Linked DNA regions of Hordeum vulgare: region 2 is linked to region 1. Evidence: chromatin contacts called from public Hi-C data. All regions are on one chromosome and are shown on one strand. The core of a region is the stretch at or near the end of the contact, and the rest is flanking DNA. Distances in the headings are between cores, read along the strand shown. Region 1 holds the start of LOC123424450. Region 2 holds the start of LOC123424461 (mitogen-activated protein kinase 14).

Region 1 (5,907 bases), core at 1,106-3,605:
TGTAACTAGCTCCAGTTCGTCAATGTAATGTAGGCATGTATTCCGTATGTAGTCATACGTGCTTAGGGAAAAGAACTTGCATGACATCTATTGTCCATCCCTCCCGTGGCAGCGGGGTCCTAATGGAAACTATGGGATATTAAGGTTCTCCTTTTAATAAAGAACCGGACCAACGCATTAACACTTGGTGCATACATGAACTCCTCATACTATAGTCATCTCTGGGAGTGGTTCCGGCTATTGTCACTCTGGGGTTGCCGGGTCATAACACATAGTAGGTGACTACAACTTGAAAGATAGGATCAAGAACAGACATATATTGGCGACAACATAATAGGTTCAGATCTGAAATCATGGCACTCGGGCCCTAGTGACAAGCATTAAGCATGGCAAAGTAGTAGGAACATCAATCTCAGAACATAGTGGATACTAGGGATTAATCCCCGTAAAAACTAACTCGATTACATGATAGATCTTATCCAACCCATCACCGTCCAGCAAGTCTACGATGAGATTACTCACGAACGGTGAAGAGCATCATGGAATTGGCGATGAAGGAAGGTTGGTGATGACGATGGCGACGATCTCCCCTCTCCGGAGCCCAGAACAGACTCCAGATCTGCCCTCTAGAGGAAGAACAGGAGGTGGCGGCGCCTCCGTATCGTAAAACGCGATGAACTCTTCTCTCTGATTTTTTCTCTGATTTTTTTCCGAACGAAACGGACTAAATAGAGCTGAGAGTGGAGGCGGTGGAGCTTCGTGGGCCCCACAAGCCTGCCAGGCACGGCCAGGGGGGGCCGCGCCTGGTGGGCTCACAGCTCCACCCCTCCGGTTGATTCTTGCGCCAGTATTTTTAATATATTCCACAAAAATTCCCCGTAAATTTCCAGGTCATTCCGAGAACTTTTACTTCTGCGCAAAAACAACACCATGGCAATTCTGCTGAAAACAGCGTTAGTTCGGGTTAGTTTCATTCAAATCATGCAAATTAGAGTCCAAAACAAGGGCAAAAGAGTTTGAAAAAGTAGATACGACGAAGACGTATCAATGGTCGATTTCTCCAAATTTATACACTGTCCGAGGCGTCTTGGCACCTAGTCTAAACACTTCATTGGAAAGGGGAATTTAAGGATTCGTCCCATGTTTCCCAGCACTTTGAGGAATTGCCCTTGTTTTTCTTGTAACTAATAATTTGCCACAACTTTGCGTGCAGTTTGATGATTTGCCCTTTTTAACCACTTCACTTAGTTTTTAGAATACGCAACAAAACGGATGACCAATTTATCCTCCAGTTCAGATTTCCCTTTGACTGCTTGCTGCGCGGGCGGATACGAGACACGGTCACAAAACTACATAGACATGAATTAGGCCTGGACATCCATCATTGTCTACATCATTGGAAGAAGCTAGCCAGAACAAACTTTGATTGATTGAAGCAGAAATCAAGAAAATTGATTGCTAGTATTGCGTCTCTCGGTTCAGTCATACAATACTTTACTGAAAAAAGACAACGAATAGAGGTGGTTGCTGGTCACAGCCGCCGGGCCTATCTTGCATGGTCACGCGCCCTGCAAGCTGACCATGTCGTTGCTAGTATTGTCCACGCCGCCGGTAGCTGCTGCTTGTTGCAGCTTGTCCATGCCACCGCTAGCTGCTGCTTGTCTGCACTGCTGTTCAGGTCGTTGGATCCACTGCTCGTACACCATGCAGTACAAGTAGTCGAAGCCGGCGTCACCAAGTTACAGTCGAGAGAGGTGACTTGAAGGAGATGGACCGAGGCAGGGCCTCGGAGAAGGGGAGAGGGAGGAGTGCAGCTAGCCTCCTGGTCGCTGCCGCTGTTAAGGTAATCTTCTCGAAGAAATTTCCGCCACAACAATGCGCCGTCACCCGATGCTTGGGAGTTGGGAGGGAAAGTCACCGCCGTCGTCCGACGCGACTTAGTCGGCTCGGGAAAAAAGACGAGAGATGGGGCTCAATCATGTGTAATGCAGGGGCGTTTTAGAAATTTTTCGTTGGTCCGTCCTGGCAGGGGCAAACCATCAAATTACGGACAAAACTGTGGCAAACAATCAGTTATGAGAAAAACGAGGGCAATTCCTCGTAGTGCTGGGAAACATAGGGCGAATCCTCAAATTCCCCCATTGGAAAAGGTCTGACCACGAAAAGAAAAACTCACATCCCTCTCTTGTATGGCCCCACCCCGCGGATGACGAGTAACGAGTTCACCATGAATCGAGGAATCCGTCATCGATCAGATTCACCTCGGCGGTCGGCGGCAGACGCCAAGACGCCCCGTCGGCCGCGCCCGCCCGCAAAAAATATCGGCGCCCCGTCGACAGTCGACGGCACGGCAGCCACAGGCCACAAGACCACAAGCGGCAGCCGCGGGCGCGCCCACACATTCCCGCGGTCTTCCGCCCTCCCGTGCCCCGCACTCCCGTCCCCTTCGCGAACCTTCCTCCTCCTCCACAAGGGGAGAGGAGAGCGACCGCCTCACCCACCCAACCACAGCCACGGCCGACCAGCCCCAAGATTTCCCCCTCGATTTCCCCTCCCGACGCCGCGCCGGGCGAAATCGCCGGTCATTTTCCCGGGGCCTCCGCGCCTCCACGCCGCACGCCCCGCCCCGGCTCCACCATCGCCACCGGTAACTCCGCCGATTTATCCCCTCCCCGCCCACACAACCTCCCTTCCCTTCTCGTCGAGAGTTTCTCCTACTCCCTAGCACCTCTATCCGCTCCCCGCGAGCGATGGTGGGCGACCTGTCCCTCCTCGCCTCCGCCACCGCCTCCCCCGTCCTCCTAGCGCCATCCAAGGTACCTTCTTTCGCGCGCGCCCGTCCCCCACGGGCCGCCTACCTCAGCTTCTGCCCGGGACGATGAATTGATGTCGATGATGGTGTGGCTGTGCAGGAGCTCCATGGCGTCCTGCCGTTCCAGGGGAAGAGGTCCCAGCAGCAGCAGCAGGACGCTGGGAGGAGCGCCGCCGTGCAGCTCTCCCCGCAGCAGCACCTCCTCGAGGGCGCCTACCAGGCGCAGCAGCCCCTGCAGATGATGGTCCCCGGGATCGGCCAGGCCGCCGCTGCCGCCTACCAGGCCTTCGACAGCGCCGCGCTCATCGACGCGCAAGGTGATAAACCCGTTCTAGCCGTGCCGGCGCGCGCTGACTCCTCAATATGATGCTGAATGTTGCCATATACGCATGCCTCGTTTGATCATCGGATGCTGCAGAGGTCAGCTTGACCGAGAGCCCATCTGCTCATGAGCTTAACGCTTTTGCCTCGTCGAAGGTTACAACCAGCGTCAAATCCTGACCCAGCGTGAAAGCAAGTATTCTGATTTACTGAACGCAACGATATTTAAAGGTTGCTGATTGTTAACCTAAAGAAGCGAGAATCATGATGCATGAGCCGTGGCTTGCGGCTTTAAAAAGTGACAAAAAAAACCTCTACATGTCGACTGCTTTGTTCTGTGCTGCACGCAGAAGATTGTCGACCGAACTTGCACTGTATTCAACAAGAAGCATGCTGCACGAGCCTTAGCTTGCGGACTACAAAAGTGATACAAAAACATTCCTTTTGCAAGTAAACTGCTTTGTCTGCGTAGCAAGCAAAATCTATTGGACTTGACTGCCTTTTTCAAGTAGGTTGGCTGGTTGTGACACTATGATATACATAGTCCTGGCCAAGGTTAATTATGTTGCCAAGTAGTTTATCCTTTGATTCATGGTTTATCCACCGTAAAAGTCAAGTTCTACATATGTTTCAATCACTGATGGCTCCTGTTTATTCATTTGTAACAGATTCCCACCCTGATTCGGTTCGACTTAGCCTTGGGATTGCTGAGCAGTGTGCAAGGCAAGAGAAAATCCTAAAGTTTCTAATGTCAGGGTCCGATGTCAAAGAACTTGACGCCTCTTTGCTTACTGAACTTACGGGACATCCGATGCTATCAGCTAATATGGGTAGCCAACCATATACTCCTGATGACAAGTTATCTGTATATGAGTTTGGATTGGAGGAGCCTCTGCAGTATCTAGCAGAAAATCAACTTATCCTCCCTGATGACAAGTTATCTATCTACGAGTTTGGATCGGAGGAGCCCCTGCAGTATCTATCAGAAAACCAACTTATCATCCCTGATCCACTTTTGGAATTTGCTCAGTCCCAAGGTGCCCTTGCTATAGATGAAAATGGCCGGGTCATCTTCACTGGCAGTGGAGAGGAGATGAGAGACTTACTTTCAGTTTTCTTAGAGTTCAATGTACCTAAACGAGAACCAAGTGGTTGCAAGGCTGCATATTTAGTTCCATACTTCGACAGGTAAAAATGGGAAGCATCATGCTCCATGTGAACCCTTTTCCTCATCTTATTCACTCAAGGTTTATGTTATGCATAGTCCCCTCTCTCGGATAAGGGAATGGTCTCTTTATCAATTTATGTTGTCATTATTGATGTATTTATTTACCGAGCGAAAGTTATAGAGTTATGGGGTTGGTATAACTTGGTATAGGATATGTATTTTGTTGAACTTGCTGCAGCTGGCCCATTAATTACGTCTGGTTTTCATGACGTTGTCGTGTTTAAATTACTCCTAGTCAGCTGCACATGCTGACACGTGGGTAACTGGACATTTGGAATCATTCCTGCTCAGTAGGACGCATACCATATATGTTATCTTTTTGAACTAGGAAACCATGTCTATTATGTACTTATCGCAGAAGAGTGATTTACTATAGCTATACAGAAGTAGAAACTACTGAATGCATGCAATGTTAAAATCATCTCTCAAGTATTATATTACCATTGGATCTAGAGGCGGCACTTCCTTCTGCCTGACAATGATTTCTTTAGAAGTAATGATCGATTGTTTCTGATTTCTGTACCCCTTCAAAAAATTATGGTTAATAATTTATATCAACAAATAACATTTCTATCAGGATGCATACCATTTTTATTTCTGTCAATTACATGATATAGAATTTTGTTTTTTTGCACAAGCAGGAAAAGGGGCCGAAATAGTAGTCAATCCAATTCAAAATCAGCAAGCACCGCAGTTGATGCTCCAAAAAGGTAGTGCATCTTTCGTTAGTTATGTATTACTTCATTATGTTGTTGTTCTCATGGTGTACTCAATTATGGTAACTTCCCTGCCTAGCTCTGATGCTTCTATGTTTCTTTGGCCTGCTGGTTACCACAACATATACCTCCCTGATGTTTACTACTTTGGTAATCACTTGCACCATAGGTTAGGCATAGAGTGTGACAATTTTTGTATTCCTTCCAAATTCTGATTGTGACATGTTAGTTGCATCTAAATGTGGAGTCCCTGACCCATATGCACCCACAAAGTGCAAAAGAAAGAACTAGCATTTTGTATTAAGAATTTCCTATAAAAATCAGCAAATACCATTTGAAACAAAGCCATTGTTGTTTCAATATCCACTTTAAAATATAGACCTTGATGCACTGATGAGGTTTTGGGTTATATACCAAATAGCATGGTCCCTATACCAGTAGTATCACAATGGATAATTTTGTAACCCAGCTGTCCAATTTACTTTACTGGGCTAACCATTGCATGAAACAATTCCTTGGAACTTGGAAGGCGAACCTTACTGAATTGCCTGAGTATGCGCATGGAAATTATTTTATGTTGGAAGTTATATACTGTGATATGGCAAATTGCACCTGTTTATACGGTATCCAAGGGCATGTGCACATGTTAATATGTTTTCTTTATGATACTCAGCAAGGCAAACGTGAAGGCAAAATCTCCATCAAAGAAGAAACAGAAAGGAAAAACCATCAATGAGCGTGACATGTATCAGAATAACTATTTCCATGCCAGCGAAGCTTTTTTTTCAATCCTTCTGGACAAGGACAACAGCTCGACAATTCTCTCGCTG
Region 2 (5,326 bases), core at 1,945-4,444, 330 kb before region 1:
TTCATCAATGACATTGAAGCACTATGATTACCATGAACACAAGAACAATATGCACATTAAAAATTATTTGATCCGTTAGAGGGTGGAAGACAAAAAAAAACCATGAACTGTGCCCGATGTTGGAATGTGTTCTTAAACATTTAATATTAAACCATGCTGCCTGATTGGCATTGTTTTGCATAGCTAATATATATTTGAACATAACCTGTTAGGAAATACTCCCTTCGTCACAAAATAAGTGTCTTAAGCTTAGTACAAATTTGTACAGTACTTAAGATAGGACAAAGTTTAGACAGTAATTTTGGGACAGAGGGAGTAGGAAAAGAACTACTAAGGAAATGCCAGGGGGAGATTACTTTGCTTTGTGGTCACATAGGACAAAGCCTTAAACAGTAAACAAAGTAAATCAGATTATTGGAATAATGACGGGGAAAATAATGACAAATGCTGTTGATACCACGATTCATATGAAATTTAACATATACAGACCTTGGAGAAAAAAGATCCACATAGTTCAGGTGCTCGGTACCACCTTGTTGCGATATAATCCTAAAAACAGGATAAGAAATTAGCTGCTGTTGTCGATATTGAGTAACTAAAAGAAATGGGCAGCATGGTAGGGGGAATTGTAATACCGTCCAAAATATGGCAGTTGGAGTATCACTTATAGCTACCCTTGCAAGACCAAAGTCACATATTTTGAGCTTACAATCAGCATTAGCCAAGATATTCTTTGGTTTGAGATCGCGATGAAATACATTTGCTGCAAGAAGCTATTGGAAGATGCATCAGCCAAAATGATTTTTTTCTAAGTCTTATTTTATATTATTGCCAATCGACTCCTAATGCCACATTTGTATCTGTAGCAAAAGTACTTATACTCATTTGTTTAAATAATGTGAACAATAGGGATGCCAAAAAAAAGAACTGAAAAATACCTACTTGATCACAAATAGGTTATTTATATTTTAAAAGTTTAAACAGAAGTTTCTCTAGCCTCAAACATGCTTCACAAGTTAAGTATGCCTATCTAGTTGCTGTCTTTTGGCACAAAGAACAGCACCAATAGCATCCTCACTAGGACCACAGTTCTGTTGTAGCATCACAAGAAGCTTGGGAGCTACTGTAAATGATTAGCAGTAACTTTTCATCACAGCATTCACCAGTTACTAGGTGATTAAAAATTAAAAATAGAAGTATAGAACACACAACTCAGGCAAGTTTGCACAAGTTCAAGAAATTCACATGAAAGATCTGGATTTCCAAAGAATTCTCTGAGCACTATAGCAAACTGTGTGACCTGTATCAAAGTACTACACAGGTCCATATTTGTTCTCTTGACTATAAAGTTTGTGGAACATACTATAAGGTTTTAAAGCTTTTCACAAATGCCAACATGACCAATACATCGTCGTTAGCTACTGACATGTGTATAGTTTCGAATTTGACATGGTATTGTTATCCACTGACATGTGTATCACTTGTAAACACATTGACCATTCATGGCTGCTGCAGTTATTAGTAAAAATTGAGAGCCTGACATCCAGCTGTTGAAACATGCAAAAGAACCATCTTTGATGTGAAAATAAATCAGTTACCTGTATGTATGTATTTCAATCCCCGGAGCAACTGATACAAGAAAAACTGATAATGTTCCGGAGTCAAGTCATCATTTGCCTTTATAACTTGGTGCAAATCAGATTCCATGAGTTCAAAAACAACGTATATATCCTTGAACTCTCTCCTCGACGGAGGAAGTAGAATATGTTTAATTTCCACAATATCGGGATGTCTTAGGAGCCTAAGCAACTTGATCTCGCGGAGTATCCGTGTGGCATCAGACACATGCTCAAAGATGTCATTGATCTTCTTGATAGCAACTTTCTCACCCGTGTGAGTATCCAAAGCAGAGCAGACCACGCCATAACTCCCCTTTCCTATAACCTCTTCTATCTTGTATCTGTTCCCCTCACCATACTCGGTAAAAAAGTCCATTTGAGATGTCTGTGTCACAAAAAACAGAATATGGGTCAGCTTGAGCACTGATGATTTGTGTTCTTTAGTATGATATGGTGAGATGGTGACACTCAAAATAGATATTAGAGTCATAATTTGGCAAGCGACGAGGACTATGTACAAAAGGACACTAGCCAAATAGTAAGCCAAAATGACCACATGGGAAATCAAGTTCCATGGAGAGATCATACATCGCAAACTATAGCATGATCGAAACATAAAGTAACAAATTTTATCTGAAAAGTTGCTTGGAAGCAAATTAACAGCACTAGAACCACATGATGCAGCGAGGACGTCTAGGGGGCATTCCTTTCGTTCCCGAAAACAAGATGAAACTTTTTGCCCAACCGATGGAATTGTTGGGATGGCATGAAGCATGCGTACTGCCGCACAGAGAGGTGGGTAAAGATATGAAGACGACAGCATAACTACTCAAGTCAAGGCCTTAAACAAAGTTTGGCTCATATAGCTCGAACTGAGAGGGTTGAACAGTAGCACCATTACTGCCGGGCATCAGTTTACAAGAGGAACCGGCGAGGCCTGCAAAACCAAGCAGCCGGCGCCAGTTCTTTCCACCAAAAAGCACTCCAAATCTCTCGTAATAAAGCAACCGAAACTCCAAATCGAGTAGATCCGTCTAGCCGCCGGGTTCTACAGCGGGGAACAAGCCTGCGGCCAGGACAGCGCGGCTTCGCGGTTCGGCGAGCAAAAGCTCCGGACTGACCAAGATCCCGAGCCAAGAAGACCACCAATCCACTCCAAGAAAAGAAAGAACGCTGCTACTAACTCCCGGCACGGCGCTGGAGCGTGGGGGCCGGCGGCAGGGGCACTCGGCGGAACGGAGAGGGGGGCACGGCGTGCTTCCTCCGCGCCTGCCGCGCCCTCCCGGCAGATCTCTCCCGGGAGGAGAGGGGATCTTTCGCGCGAGAAAGGCGAGATCTTCGAGCACGCCCGATCCAGCAAGAAAGGGGGGAGGAGGAGGAGGAGAGCGGGGGCGTGGGGATGGGGGAAGGGAGCTCACTCGCTCACTCGCGCGCGCGACGAGGGGGAGGGGGCCGCGGCCGAGGGAAGGAGTCCTCGTCCAGCTGCGCTGCGCTGCGATCCAAGGCGAAGCTCGAGGACAGAGGGGAGGGGAGGGGGGCGGTGGTAGCTGGGCAGTCAGGAGAGAGAAGGCCTCCGCTTTCAGAATTTATATCCCGGGGTGTGTTAATTTCCTGACTAGATTTCCGGGTGGTTTGCTTCTGTTTATCTGCTTATCATATTTATTTTATTTTTATAAAAAGGGGGAAACGAAATCGCTTGGCCTCGTTTGGTTTGGAGGCGCGGCCCACTCGGATGGGGAGAGGCGGCCGTCAGGACGGTTCCCCTTTCCCGTTTCGCGTGCCGTTTGGCTGGCGAGGATGGAGGAGAAGCCCCGGGTATTATTATTTTTGTTGATTGATGACGACGGCTCGTTCGCACGGTTTGTTACTTTTGTTATTAGGTTGGAGGATGACGTGTCTTTGGCTTTCTGGTGAGGAGGAGGAGGTGTGATTAGGGGGCTGTGTGGATGGCAATTGGGGAAGTGAGATTGGGGTCGTGTGTGTGATTGAGCTTCTTGTCTTACTCGCTTTGCCCACCGTATCAAGTAAAGTGGATCGTTTATAGGTTGTTGTTAAGGCACGATTCGATGATTGATCCGTTCTCCGTTTTGTGTTCTGTTATTGCTGTTTGTGGTTGATTGATGGTGCGTTTACATAAAGCCGTCGCCAAACCAAAAAAAAGAGAAATACACGTGCTGGTGAGTCGGACGTGGTTTTGAAGAGTTAACCAGAAGGAAAATAGCCACTGCCTTCTAATTTTGTAGTGCAAATAAGTTCAAAATTTCCTAGATTGCTCCACGGAACATGGTTACTGGTTCTTTTTTGTTAAATATCAGATTTTAAACAAGTCATTCGGGGATTTATCGAGTACTGTACAAGCTAGTGAATAGTTAAATATCTCTAAAAAAGTTACGATGCCAAACCTTCCTTAATACATAAATTAGACAAAAGAAACAACGAGACAGATAAGATAAAGACAATCATTCTATACTTTCATGGTGCACATGTACTTCTTGTATATGATAGGACGAAGACCATGGCTTGTAAGGTTATTATGATAACGAACCATACTCCCATCATCATGATCGAAATACAATACATATCTGCATGCAAGCCATTCTCAATTGAACTTACCTAGTACGAGCATGAAAAACTAGAGTTAGAAAACTGAAGTGTCTTCAAATCCATCTGATGTAGACTTATAATCATCCGGCAGCGAACGGGCTGGACGACGATGTGGTGCCATCCTCGGGAACTCGGTGTGTGTGTGTGGGGTGGGGGAGGCGTGGCGGGCTTCCTGTTAGTATGTTGTGTCGCCTTCTTTTGGCGACTAGGGCTCGTAGAGGCTGGCCCAAATGAGGAGACATTGTGTGAGTTGGCTCGTGAGTCATGACCACGCACGAATCTGTGTTTGGGCTAAGGAAGTTGACACTTTTCTGGGTTCAAGCAATTTCTAGCAGGTTGGGAGTAGCAGTAAAAAGAACTAACTTTCGAGGGCAGGCTTGAGCCTACTAAAACTCGACTAGTAGATTTGTCGATGTAAAAAAGTAAGAGTTCTAGCTTGGGGTCAAGAAAAAAGTACCCAAAAGAGTTTTTTTTAAACACCCCATATATTGATTAAATAAACAAAAGGTTATTACAATCATTCATTACAACATACACCACGCAGGGCGGAACAGAGTTGACCATCAACCCGTCGGACCTACTACTAAAACTAACTTAGCAATATGAGGTGTCACCTCATTGACACGCCGATTTATTTTTGAGCAACTTAAATTTTGGAACATCTTGGCAATACTCAAAGCCTCTTTCTTTAGGTCAACGAGAGGGGATCTATGAAGCTTCTTACTTGCAAGGAAAGAATATATGAAGAAAGCACAATCAGCCTCGAAAATAATAGACTGGTGAAGGGTAATGCCAATATAAAGACCCTCTAGGCAGGCACGGAGCTGAGCTTCATTGACACTAGCACACTGACTAATAAAATCCCACGAGGACATGATAATTACGCCAGACGAATTCCTAGCAACAACTCCCACACTCACAACATTAATGCTCTCCACAGAACTAGTATCAACATTGATCTTGATATAATCCGCGGGAGGTGACTTCCACACCACATGCTCTTTCACCGGTGCATAATCCGCAATAACACCTCCCGCCTTTTTCTTACCTTTTTTTGCGAGAATCCAACTGAATAGCGTCGTGATTGGCCGTTTAAGAGGACC

What was found. Hi-C and Micro-C count contacts between places; a contact is called where the count stands out from the background.
Region 2: a contact with region 1 is called in a Hi-C map of seedling, with 7 times the contacts expected there. The contact joins the promoter of LOC123424461 here to the promoter of LOC123424450 in region 1. A contact is called at or near these places in 5 of 6 Hi-C or Micro-C datasets (leaf, seedling and an unstated tissue) and 1 of 1 datasets of contacts at active chromatin or transcription factors (embryo).

What each region holds. Positions count from the first base shown.
Region 1 is chr1H:67,290,858-67,296,764 of MorexV3_pseudomolecules_assembly, reverse strand. LOC123424450 reads left to right here and starts at 2,355. Exons shown (of 5, transcript XM_045108076.1): 1 at 2,355-2,816; 2 at 2,913-3,129; 3 at 3,802-4,321; 4 at 5,003-5,071; 5 at 5,751-5,907. The coding sequence starts at 2,751.
Region 2 is chr1H:67,623,692-67,629,017 of MorexV3_pseudomolecules_assembly, reverse strand. It overlaps LOC123424461 (mitogen-activated protein kinase 14), which reads right to left and starts at 3,194. Exons shown (of 10, transcript XM_045108090.1): 1 at 3,038-3,194; 2 at 1,599-2,004; 3 at 636-763; 4 at 490-549. The coding sequence starts at 1,995.